Linked DNA regions of Mus musculus: region 2 is linked to region 1. Evidence: chromatin contacts called from public HiChIP or PLAC-seq data. All regions are on one chromosome and are shown on one strand. The core of a region is the stretch at or near the end of the contact, and the rest is flanking DNA. Distances in the headings are between cores, read along the strand shown.

What was found. HiChIP or PLAC-seq counts read pairs in DNA pulled down with a chosen protein or histone mark.
Region 2: a CTCF HiChIP or PLAC-seq map of the NIH/3T3 cell line shows a contact between it and region 1, with 8 read pairs. The contact joins two enhancer-like sites. A contact is called at or near these places in 1 of 15 datasets of contacts at CTCF or cohesin (the NIH/3T3 cell line) and 2 of 115 datasets of contacts at active chromatin or transcription factors (bone marrow-derived macrophages and pancreatic cancer cells).

The regions. Positions count from the first base shown.
Region 1 is chr16:24,179,282-24,185,935 of GRCm38.p6, reverse strand. No RefSeq gene overlaps it. Among named protein-coding and RNA genes, the nearest start is that of Gm32126, 23 kb to the right of the region's middle. Within about 2 kb of position 2,710, at least 52 of the 459 cell types and tissues checked have an H3K27ac peak or open chromatin away from gene starts, as enhancers often do. A contact at or near this core is called in the NIH/3T3 cell line, where this site is marked.
Region 2 is chr16:24,362,623-24,368,953 of GRCm38.p6, reverse strand. No RefSeq gene overlaps it. Among named protein-coding and RNA genes, the nearest start is that of Lpp, 28 kb to the left of the region's middle. Within about 2 kb of position 4,478, at least 29 of the 459 cell types and tissues checked have an H3K27ac peak or open chromatin away from gene starts, as enhancers often do. A contact at or near this core is called in the NIH/3T3 cell line, where this site is marked.

The sequences.
Region 1 (6,654 bases), core at 1,461-3,960:
CCATGATGCGAGCCCTGAACCCCAAAGAAACAATATGGCATTTACAGGCTCAAAAAAACTGAACCATAGTAGCAAGGAGAATGGTCATTCTAGAGGTTATGGAATGGACTGAGGAGACTGGTAAAAAGAATGCAGAATTTCAGTTACACAGAGAAAATGGAGAATATTATTGCACATGGTGAGCAGAGATAATATAGGATAATAATATATTGTCCTCTTAAAAAAATTCCAAAGAATTTCTTTTCAGCATTATAAAAATGATAAGGTGATTCATACATTAATTAGTTTGATTTAGTCATTCCATAATGTGTACTGATATCAAAACATCATGCTATATGTCTTAAGCATGTGGAATTTAATTAGTCACTTCAAAGGATGAGTAAACACATAGAACTAATGTGGGTGGCACATGTTCTTCGGACTATCTCAGAGGCAGAGATGGACCCCAGAGCAAGAAGCTGGCTGTTCCTAAGCCCCAAACTCCTCCCTCTCAACCCTTGCTCTTCCTGAAGGCTCACCCTATTTACCTAACTTTATGTTCTTTCTTTCTCTCTTTAAAGAAAAAAGCCACCACCACCACCAACAACAACAACAAAGAAACAAATTTCCCAATGATCAAAACAAAGCCACTAAAAGATATGAAAAAACCAACCCACAAACAAGGAGTTTGTTTAGTGTTAGTACACTATTCCTGGGCATGGGACCTGCCCTGGGCTGTGGTTGGTAGATCCAGTGACACTCCATTGGAGAAAATGGACTTTCTCTTTCCCAGAAGCTGACAATCAATCCCAAATAACTTCTTAGGGGCGGGGCTCTGCATCTACTTCCCCTTCTCAGCACTAGGATTTAGTGTGGTTTAAACCTGCTTTCTTACACAACTCAGGACCATGTATCCCGGTATGGCACCTCCCACAGTGTACCAAGTCATCTCATAGTCATCATTAATCAAGAACATGTCTCACGGGTATATACCCACAGGTCAGTCTGATGGAAGGAAATCTCAAGTGAGAGTCCCTCTTTCTGGGTGACTCTACTTGGTGTCCAGTTGATGAAAGCAAACCAGACCAGCCTGCGGAGGCAGTTTGCATGCCTTCCTGATGTTCCTTTGCACTGAAGGTCCAGAGAGTGAGTGTTGTGGCAGATTCAAGCATTGGAATGTCAGGAGGAAGAATCACTATGAGCCAGGGTGAATCCAGAAATGTTTTTGTTTTTGTTTTTTTTTTCCAGGAGAAAGCATTTTGTAATGTGTTGAGGTGTAAACCCAGGGCAATACTCCAGAGGCTTAAATGCATGTTGTGGGGGTTCAAACAACCCCTAAAGGCTGAAGCAGTACAAATAATGTCAGGAGGACATTTCAAAGCCACCATTGTAAATGAATGCAAGGAGACTCCAAATGAATGGCTGCAGTTTTAACTGTTGGGTGTTTAGGAGTTGCCGAGCGTCTGTGAATGGACAAGTCATCTGAGAACAATAGTATTATAGAAAGCTTTTTATTTAATTAGACATGCAAGATGGATAATAAAAAAAAGATCACAGGGGCTCTGAGCATGGAGTCAGTTGGACTATACTGCTGTCTTTAAAAGTTTTAAATTAACTGATGAATGTGCTTGTGTGTGTGTGTGTGTGTGTGTGTGTGTGTGTGTGTGTGTGTGTGTGTATACGTACATGTGCCTTCCTGCGCTTGTACAGGACAGTGGACAGCTTGTAGGAGTCAGTCCTTTCATGGTGGCAAGTGCCTTTACCTGATGCCACCCCCTATTATACTGCTTTCTGTGTAACCTTTGTTGATATACATCCAGATATAAATATAAATACATATAATCGCCTCTTCTCTACTTTAAAAATCTGTCCCATCTATCCCCCAGTGAAGTGTTGAATATCACTTTCAATGAGAAATGTTAAAGAATTTTAAACTATAAAGCTATAGAACAAACCCAAGAGATAATGAAATAGCCAGGTGGGTGAGAGGAAAGCTGTAGGAGCCCTGGGAATGGGTGGAGGGAAGATTGGTGGAGGCCAAATATCATCTTCCCTTTTCTTTCCCAGTACTTTCCAGTGTCACCTGCCTTCAAGTGGGAGCAATCACCAGTCTGGGGCACACAGAACTGATGATCTAGAGTCAGAGAACCCAAATCCTTAAAGATCTCTAGTAACTTCTTCAAGGGAATAGGAGAAACTAAAAACCTGGCTCTTCAGCTTGGGATGTCAGCAAACATCTGGGCTAGAGTTTTTCAGAGTTGGTAAGCAGTTATGAGAGACAATGACCAGCCAGGCTGCAAAGGCTCTGGCTCAGTGGTGCTGTGGGTAAGTGTGAGTGGCAAGTGTTCTAAGGATGACGGGCAAGGCAGGGCTGGCTCTTATGGAGGAGGAGGGTTAATCCAATCCCAGCAGGTTGGGATCTGAGTTCAGACTAGGTTGGGAGGCTGATAGAGAAGCACCCGGGCCTGCAGCCAGCCCTGGGCTTCAAGTGGAAGCATTTCACAACCTCTTTTCTCCAAGGGTTATGTCCTTGGATTGACAGCCATTGGGGCCATTTAGGGGGAGTGGAAAGTGCATAGACTCAGAGCCAAAGAGCTGCATTCCAGGCCTGGTTCTGTCACTGTCTGCTGGGGTGACCCTTCCTTTCTGGGCTAGTGTTGAAGCAGGCTAGATGATGCCTGGGGCTTCTTTCAGATCCAGACCCCTTTTAGCGTGTGTCTTTTCAGACTGGAATGCAGTGGGATAGTGACTGTGAACTGACTCAGACCCCAGAGTAACAGAGTTCTATGACTGGACTCTAAGCTCTGGCAATGATGGCAACCTAGGAATTTTCAAAAATGTTTGTCTTGGGCAGAGACAACTGTATGTAGGTCAAATGAATAAGAAATCTAGAACTCACCCGAGTTTATGCCTCCCATGCTATGGAGTTCGGTTTACTTGAAGGAGAATTTCCTCAGATTACAAACACTGATCATTTCCATCCATTCTTAGAAAGTAAATATCTGATATGCTCTTCCCCCATCTCCAACCAGACTCTCAGTGATAAATGTACTTTCTCTCTTGAACTTGAACCCTTAAACTTCCTGGTCAAAAAGAACACTAGCTCTGGCTTTTGTGTGTTGGGACATGAGGGTCAAGTTCACTAAATTGACTACTTGGTCCCTTGGGTATCCAAGGAGGCAGAGATGCTCTATAGCAAGTTGCTCTATCTATGCCATCTCTGAAGGGGGACCTCCTCTCCTCCAAGTCCTCCACAGAAGTCACTGTTGTTACTAAATTCCTCTAAGTCAGTGGTTCTCAACCTGTGGGTCGAGACGCCACAGGGGTCGAACATTAGACATTTCCACTGTGATTCATAACAGTAGCAAACTCATAGTTATGAAGTAGAAACAAAAACAATTTTATGGTTGGGGGTCACCATGACATGAGAAACTGCATTAAAAGGTCAAAGCATTGGGAAGGTTGAGAACCACTGCTCTAAGCTTTCATTCCAGCGTCCAGAGAAACCTCTAAATAATGTAAAATGTGTGGGAGTGCCCAAGCCCTTAGATGGGGTGAAGGATCCAGAAATTGGGCTGCTGCAGTCCTTACACAAGGAGAGAAAATCAGGATAAGTAAAAAAAGTCACTGAAATTTCCTGCTGAATATCGGAATGGTCACAAGACATAAAATAACCAAGCAAACCAAGAAACAAAAACAAGCCTTCAAAAGAAACACAGAGCTAGGGAGATGACTCTGCTGATGAACTGCCTACTATACAATCACAAGGCTCCAAGTTTGGATCCCTCGCAGCCACATAAAAAAGCAAGGCACAGTGTTCCACACATGTAACCTCAGCCCTGGGGGGGGGGGGGCGCAGAATTGGGAGCATCCTGCACTGGAGATACTGTGCTCTATGATTGGTATTTATCTTGCTTCCTCTTCATCCTCTGAGATAACCCCATTTTGTAAATGAAGAAAGTGAGGCCCCGAGGAGGTTAAGTAACTTTCTCTGAACCACCAGAAAGGAAAGGGTCAGGCTGGATTTTGATGGAGGGATACAGATGAGATACTCTTCATGGGGAGGAAAGAATAACCCTATAATTTGGGTTGAATGAAGGGGCTTGGGGAGTTAAAGCCAACGGGGCTTGAGGACTTCGGAAAAAGGACAGGAAGCTGACCTGTGGAGTTAGGTGAGTGTGGGCTCAGAGTCTGGAATATTGACAGACGATAGGGACTTGAGGTAAGGAATGTAGCAGCCCAGGGCTTAACAGCTGCCTCTTCCCCTTGCTTTGAGCACCAAAGACACAACCTACTCTGGTGCAACTGCACAGGTGTCCTGAGAGCTTCCTGTCAGCCAGTCTTGCAGCATGAGACACTTCTCCAACCCCCCCCCCCACCATTGTCAGAGCGTACCCTCCTGTGCTTTGGATTCCTGTGGACTGTACCTTTCCTCAGCCATTCTTGGTTCCCCAGACCCAAAAGCTCAGAAAGGCTGCAGCAAATGAATCACTGAGTTCTTTTATTGGAACTGAAATCTGAAGAAGACTACCTGGGTGGGACGGAGGAGAGGATGTTCTGAGTCATCATGTGCCCCCAGGAGATCAAGCAGAAGGTACATCAGAGAGACAGAGCAGGGCAAGAGACTCTGCACGCTCGACAGGCTGTTGAGTCCAGGGTGTCTGGACTCCCAGACGAATAACTTATTTAGTTCTTATACATGATCCCCACATCTCTTTTTACAAATAAGGAAACTGAGGCAGAGGGATGTGAAATAATGTGGCCAATGTCTCACCATCAGTGTTATAGTCATGCCCAGGCAGCTTGACTATAGAGTCCAAATTTCGGAACTCTTCCCCCTGACACCCCGTCTTCTGATCATTACTCTAAGACCGTCAACCTAAAGATGGTCTGATAACTCATTTCTAACATGATGCAGGTTCTGGAATCTTGGACTCTGTGCAGTTCATGGGAATCAGCACAAAGTTAGGAACAGGCTGTTTGTCTTCAGCTAGCTGTTAAGCACAAGGTGGTTGCATCACAAATATCTTGCCTCCGTTAACCCCAGCGTTTCTAGCATTGGCTCCTTGCCACCCCAACCAGGAATCAGAGAATCAGCTTGGTCTGCAGACCCATTGGACCCCAGACTCACACCAGTTTGAAAAACCACAAGCTGATCAAGTGGGCAAACAGGCCTCATCTAAGCAGAGCAGAGCGAGATGAGGTCATGGCCAATGAAGAGGACAGCAGTTCAGAAAGATAAGAACCAGAGGGAGCCAGACGTCGGAGCAGGACTATAGGAGAAGGCAGGAGTCTTCGGTTGTCTCAGCCAGGAGCCTGAGGCAGATCGTCCTATAGCAGAAATGGGGTTACATGAGGTGAAGAAGCAGGAGACCTCTCTAGTGGTCCACAATGAGAAGGGTTCTGTAATAAGGATACAGTTTCAAAATCCTGGCTTGATGAAACATTCAATGGGATAAAGGCTAGAATAACACTGCGGCTAGGAAGGCTATAGGCGGGGAAGAATGTGAGCCTGTTGTTAGAACATCTAGTTTGTAGCCTTTAGTCTTCCAACAAGGTGAATGGCCTTAGATTAGCTGTGTGTCTCTCTCCTCAGCTTCACACTGCCTACAATAGCTGTGACCTTTCGCTGAGTACTTGCATGGCTTTGTTTCAGAGCCAGAACAAGTCTTAACATAGTCTTTGAGAAGTTCTATACATACAGTATAACCTAGAGGTGGAAAAGGCAGCTCAGAGAGGTTAAGTAACTTAGACTAGGTAGCATAGTATACCCTACAGCTGGGAGTTTGTTCCAGAGTCGGAATGCCACCTACCCCCAGTACAGTTCCCTGGGTTGAGCCTGTGTTCTGGCGTCACATGCCACATGCCCTTCAGTGAAGTCTGATAACTTTAGTCACCTCTGTGGGAGATATAGCATTGGATTCTTTAAGATAAGAACTGTGGGGTCTCAGTGGGATTGTGTAGTAAATATAGAGAGACTGAGGCCCTCAGAGCAGAAGGAGACACGGAGAGGAGAGGCTGGAGGAAGCAGGTAGCAGACACAGAATGAGTTCAGTGGGCTGTGTGACAGGTGCCATGTCTAGACGCCCTGAAGCTGGAGTTCCTCTCAGAGCATCAGAGGTTTCCTTTCAGTTTGAGAGTTATGGGGGTCAGGGTCTCATAATAAGAAGACGTCTTATGGTCTCACTATTTGGGGTCTACTCCCCAATCCCAGCTGCGGAGGGAAACCTTGGAGAACTGAGTCCCCGAAAGAGCTCTACCAAGCCTATTAGCTTCTCTGGGCTGGGGGTTCCTGCCTGTGTCTGACTGGGGGTATGCAAACAGCAGCCATCCCCCTGACATGTCCTGAACCCTAGTCTCTCCTAGGGTTATCTGTCCTGTGTCCTGAACAACCAGAATCCTGTTCCCAACCAGTGGCCGCTGTCAGCTGTTCTAGTGACCATACCTGATGCTCTCAGGGACTCCTGTGCTGTCTGTCTCAGGTAAAGAATGCCCACTTGACCATGTCCTTGAAGGCTTCATTAGTGATTGAACTTTTAGGTCCTGGGATAGAATTTAATAACTGACAAAACATTTCCTTATTCTTTATCTCATCTGATTGTCATGTGAGTAGGACCTGTCACATGCAAGGGCAGGTCAGGAATCGCTGTGTCACTGTATAAAAGTGGAGAAAAC
Region 2 (6,331 bases), core at 3,229-5,728, 180 kb before region 1:
TATATATATATATATATATATATATATATGCCTACTTGTTGCCATGGTCACCATAAACAGATTCATGGTTAATTTTAGAGAGTGAAATGGTCTATGTTTTGATATTCTTATATAAATCGTTGTGCACTAGTATTAAAAAAGCGTTGGCTTCCTTCCATCGGTAACTCACAGAAGAGAGAGACAAGTTTGTCCTTGTAAGTCCAGAGGGATAGGAATAAACTCAAAAGCTAGAGGTAGCTGAAGGCAGAGCTTAAGTAACATAATAATCACAGTAGTCTAACCATTATACAACTGGCAGCTGTGTGTGTGGCGGAGATCACTTGATTCTTTTGCAGAGGATCCAGGTTTTCTACCTAGTATCTGCACAGCTGCCTATGACTTCAACTCCAGGAGGTCTAACCTCCACTTCTAGACTCTGAGCGGATGCATATGTCTGCATACTCACATGGACACACATATATAATAATTAAATAACAGAAATAAATCTTTTAAAAATGGGGCAGACTGGATTCCTGACTAGTTCCTGAGATAGAATAACACCTGAGCTTCATGTGAGGAAGTTTTCAAAAGTTCATGTTTGTACTCAGATATCAATCGCTTTTACTGACTCAAAGCAAAAAAGCATGTCTCTCACAATAGCAGAACCCCTCCCTCCTCATTTAGGATTTCTAGAATGCAAAACAATTTGCACAATTAACGCAGCACCCATAACATCTTGGACCATCATTTGTGCAACTTTCTTACCAGAAGTAAGTATAGTCCAGTCTGCAAGAGTCTTGGCTGTTTTTGTCAGAATGCCCTCGATAGTGAGGGAACAAACTCGAATCCAAGGAATAAACCTCACCGGGCTTTTCAGATTCGGTTCATAGGGGGCAGAAGGATGTGATGGGTAGGGCAGAAAATGGCAACCTTAATGACGTTTCATTTATCCTTGAGTTTGGATCAGGCATGGGGCTCAGAGTTTTACTAAAATTTCTTTTGTCCTCTAGATAACTAAGTAAATAACAGAGTTCACTTGCCTTACATTACAAGTGAAGTTAGTAGGTTAAGGGGTCCCTCACCCACTTCCTAAATGGGTGACCCAGCTCGAAGCACGTCCTTAGACTCTAGCTCTCCCGGAGGAAGCCTTAGGCAGCAGGAAATAGTTCTTTCCTAAAGTTTAAAAGAATGCTGATTTAGTGTTCTCTTTCTACATAATTTGTATCAGCTGGGCAACACCTCCCATCCACCTCCCCCTCGGGGAGTCCCTGGGGGAAAGAACTATTCTGATTTCCAAAACTCGCTTGCCTGGCCAGATGCCTGCCTGTTCGGTGCTCCATGCTCACTCCTGACCCAGGAATTTAGATTACTTACTTACTAGCCCCTCCCAACCACCTTCCCCATTTCTAGCTCTAAAAATTTGCATGAGATCCAACAAAGGAAGTAGTTATTACCTGGGTGATGCGTGTTAAGGAATTTCTTTCAATAGCAGAGAATCCCTATCTCCTTTAGTTTTATTTTCAAGCTTTTCCTGTTCTGTTCGCGTGCATTTTTGGTATGATTAGAAGGTGTTAGAATAGGGAGGGGCTTTATTTATTCCCAGGGTGTTTTTGGCATAAGCAAGAACTACTGTGTGAGAGCTTCCCCCACACAGGAGCGTCACAGACACCTCTCGGAGGGTGTGAGCAGAGCCCTCCTCAGGCTTTTGCTGAGAAGATAGCAGCTTGCCACGTGGGACTGGAGGTGATAGGGAAGGTGATGGGAGCCAGCTGGAAAGAGCTTAGTGTTAGGCATCATGAGATTCCCTTCCAGAGCAGCCCCTAAGTCATGGTGTGGGATGTGGTCCACTTGGCCTGCTCTTCAACAGGCAGATGGCTAGTGACCCAAGACTTCTTTCACCTCCGAGCCTTTGATGATGCATAGCCAGAGGACTAGAGAGTATTGGTCTGTAGTACTTGACTATCTAATTAATGCTTGATGTCTGATTTCTGGTCCTTTCTTTGGCCGGAATCAGAAATCACCCCAAGAGTGTCTCTGACAAATGGTTACTTCTTGTTTGTTTCACCTTTTCTGATGAGCAGAAGTTTGTAGCATTTGTGTAGCGAGCTGTCCCATTCTTGAACAGTATGTAGTTGGAACATAATACTATAAACACCATCTTTCTATAATCCAGTAGAAAATGTTTACAGGTGGGTAGGAGACTAGGGATTTAACCCAGTTGTTAGAGTGCTTGTCTAGCATGCGTAAAGCCCAGAATTCAAACTCTACCTTCCTCATAAACTGGGCATTGTAGCCGAACCTATAATCCCAGTAATCAGGGGCTAGAGGCAGGCAAATGAGAGATTTAAGATTATCTTAATCTCCTTGGCTATATAGCCTGCACTAGTGACCCTGTCTCCAAAAAGAAAAAGAAAAAAACAACAAAACCATTTATCTTTCTGACACTTAAATAAAGCCCATTTGTCCTGCACATTTTACAGGACAAATCACCTTCTTTCAGGGTCATTGGTTGCAAGCACCAAAATGGACTCTGTTTTTTCATTCAAAGAGGGTTAGTTGAGACCACTTATACGACCAAAAGAATGGGCTTAGACAGGAGACAAAGATCTGCATTCAAGGTCATATGTCAGGAGAAATCTGGTCCACTGCAGTTGCTTTGAACTTCGATTGTCTTACCTTTTGGCCCCTGATCCTTGCTCATTAAAGAGTCAAAGTCCTAGAATACGATTGGTCAAGCCCTACTTGTGTGATTCAAGTCCAGCTTTCTTTTTTCTTCTAAAGAGACAATCATAAACCTTTGTCAGTGAACATCTAGTACTGTTCTATATCTTAATATGGTCCCTTCTAACAACCCACTTCTGTCCTCTAGAGGAGAACACAATTATCCTCTAAAAGACGAGCTTTGTAACAGTGAACACATTCTACCCTCAGATCCAGTTGCAGCTTCCAGCTTGTTAATTTTGTGTATAGCTGTGTACTTCCACAATCTTCACTAAAGCCCTCCAGTATCGCTTAATGAACTTTTTTAATTGGCTCTTTTAAAATAGTAGCGCAATCAGCCTCCTCATTTGATTCATGAACAAAACTCTCCAGAAAGGCTGAAAGGGAAAGTGTGAATCATAGTTTAAGGAGATGCTTTTTAATGTGCCGTAAGACCAACAGGCACATCCATCAGTGTGCACTCCAGGGCACGCTACATACCTTCATGATGGAAAGTGAGCAGAATCCCGTCTCACCAGAGGCGATAAAGTTTTGAACCTCAGATACAAGATGACATTTTGTTTTTGGAAATGCCTGCCTCTGAGAACGATGAGGGTGAAGCTTCAACACAGGGCTTCCGAGGGCCTGTGTACAGAAGTGACCCCTGGCTCTCTGTAGCAAGTGGTACATAACAATGAGACCACAGCCTTGGTAATGTGGGCAACGTCTTTCGACAGACACCTGTTTGAAGAACATCAATCCTTAGAGAGTTAAGACTTTTGAAAGGGTCTTTAGAAATAGCACGAATGTACTCGTACATGCCCCGAACTTAAGAGAAAGAAAATTAATCTGACCCCAGAGGTGAGTATCCTGGTGTATGTGATATTGCACAGAGGGTTAAAGATGGAGGAAAGGTTCCTCCCCTATGATATCTGAAGGGATCACATGAGTGCAGACTTGGATTTAATAAGTCACATGTTTTTTTTTTCTTTTCTTTTCCTTTTCTTTCTTTTTCTTTATTTCTTTTTTTTTGCTACCATGGTTAACTAATGTTTTTATGTGCAAGATGCATGTGTTTCTTTAGAATGTAAAAACTATATGACTCATTATTGCTCCTTTTCTATTCATCCCCACCCACCTGGCATGGTTATTTGCACACAGGTATAGGTCTTATCTCACTGGGCCTCAGGCAAGAGACAAAGGATTATGTCTCATCCTCCTCCAATAATGTTGGCCTAACACATAGACTATTCTCAATATGTATTTACTAAATGCATGAGTCACGAGACAGAACAAGGAGGCACAGGGCTCCTTCTGGTCCTGGAAGAACTCTCCTCATTCACTTTAGCTTCCCTGTGAAATTAAGAGGTTGGATATTAGCTACATAGAGGATGTAAATAGGCTTTAACTTGCATATATTATATACTTAGTCTCTTTTGGGGGGCTCTATGTTCAGATATTGTCTTTGGCCAGATTGTACACTGCTGATTTAATCAAGATCCTGCCTAATAGAAAGGAAATTGGACACTTTGTAATTTCTGTATATTTGATATTCTATATGCCTAGCTCACCTATAGTATAGATATCTATATTTTTCCCATAGGATGAAGAAAAATTAAAGTGTGAAAGAAAACCTTAACAGCATGCAAAAGACCTGAGTCACCACTGATTCTTTTCCCTACATAGAGTCTTAGTCTTCAGGAAATTCCCTAGAAAAATCATGCTTATCAAGCTTGCAGGTGAAACCAAGCCAAAGAGGTTGTGTGTGTACCTGGATTGCCAAAGCAGGTGGGAGGAGCCTGCTTCCCTGACTGATAAAAACCACTTACGATGCTTGTTTTGGATACAGACTCTTAGCCCCACCCTAGAGTGAATGACTCAAAATCTCGAAAATGAGACACGGGAGAAATATCTATACTAAAAAAAAATTTTTTTTTTCCAAGATGGTTCTGATATGAAGCCAAGCATAGCAAATACTGGTTTTCGTGGCTGAGTCATAGTCCAAAAGCATCTGAGTAGGGTCAAGGGAACAAGATAAGATAAAAGAAACAAACGTAATTGCCCCAACCAAACAGGACAGGACAAGAATTAGGGAAATGAAGGCAGGGTACTCTGTATACTGATATGGCAGTGTGTAGTGATCTCAGTATGAACCAGGTCTGGCTGAATACACAACAACGTGGTTTTCAGAGCAAGAGAGAGCTGCCTTCCCAGGAGACAAGCAGCGAATGATCTGACTTAATAAATCAGCTGTTATTTGTTGTTACTGTAGTAATAGTAAATCAGTGGTAGTAGCAAAATAATTTTTTGTAGACTATATCATTTCTAAGTTTTCTCTGTACAACATTTTACTTACCCTACATAAAACCTCTTGTTATCTGCATATGGAATGCCACTTGTCACTGGATGCACACTCATATGGGATTCATTTATCCCCCAAGTCTCACACCCTGCTTGACAGTTTGGAGAACTTATAGTGAGATAGTTGAAAACCATGTCATCATGATTGTTAGTATTCTTTATTTTGAAGCAACCTAAACAGTTATATCTGTTATTGCCAAAGGCCTGGTGTGTCTTGCAGAGAAGGGGAGCATGGTTGAGCAAGCTCCCAGAGACCAGAACTTGACCAGTGGTAAAGGTTACAGAGAGACAGACCTTTCAACCTCACCAACTTAAGGCATTTCTTTAAAGTCAATATCCTTTAAAGATGGAACAACCTCCAGGAGTCTGGGAGCCTGTTGAGTGGGAATGTTAAGAACATCTTGGGTGGATGACCTTCCTAGTGCTGCAACCCTTTAATACATCTCCTCATGATGTGGTGACCCCTCCAACTGTATAATTATTAGGTTGCTACTTCATAACTAATTTGCTACTGTTATGAATCACCGTGTAAATATTTGTGTTTTCTGATGGTCATAGGGGACCCCTGTGAAAAGGTTGTTTGACCTTCAAAAGGATTGAGACCCACAGTTGACCTGAGAGCCCCTGTAGTAATGAATGAATGGAACAGGAGAGTGGATGTGCAGAGCGTCTGCCTTACTGCAGTCCTGGTCTGTGTGCCCACTCCTCTCTCTAAAGAACTTCTACTCTTACCACAGCTTCAAAACTCCGTTTTGCTTGTGTTCATTTAAGCCATTCTGTTCTTAGCCTAGAGAGTCAGCCTAGTTCATACAGGGCAATTAGATGTTGGGAAGTTGGATCTTCTCTTTGGAGTAGTTTTCCTTCTATAAATGGCACCTGTGACTTTAAAAAAAAAATCCGTAAATGGGATATTTCTATTTCCTAAATAGAAAAAAATTCACCTTTGGGGTAGAGTACCCTGTGGAAAATCCCAAGAAAGAAAAGGAAATTTTCTTGAAGTGGTGAGCAATCACAAAAAGAATTCTGACATGGGATAAGCAGGCACTCAGTAAACTCTGGTGCTTGTGACTATAAATGCTGGGCCTCGCAGAAGTATTCCTTCCCAGCAAACAGGTGTTCACCTCAGACTTAACAAGGACTCTGGGATCACTGTGACCAGAGACTCTCAAAAAGCAATGTCGGATGGCCCAGTTCTGACACTTATTGAACATAAAACTGAGAGGCAGGACAGAATAGAGCACCCTTAGGTGAGAGCTGTATGGGTAAGCTCATAAAATAAGGGGTTCCTTTC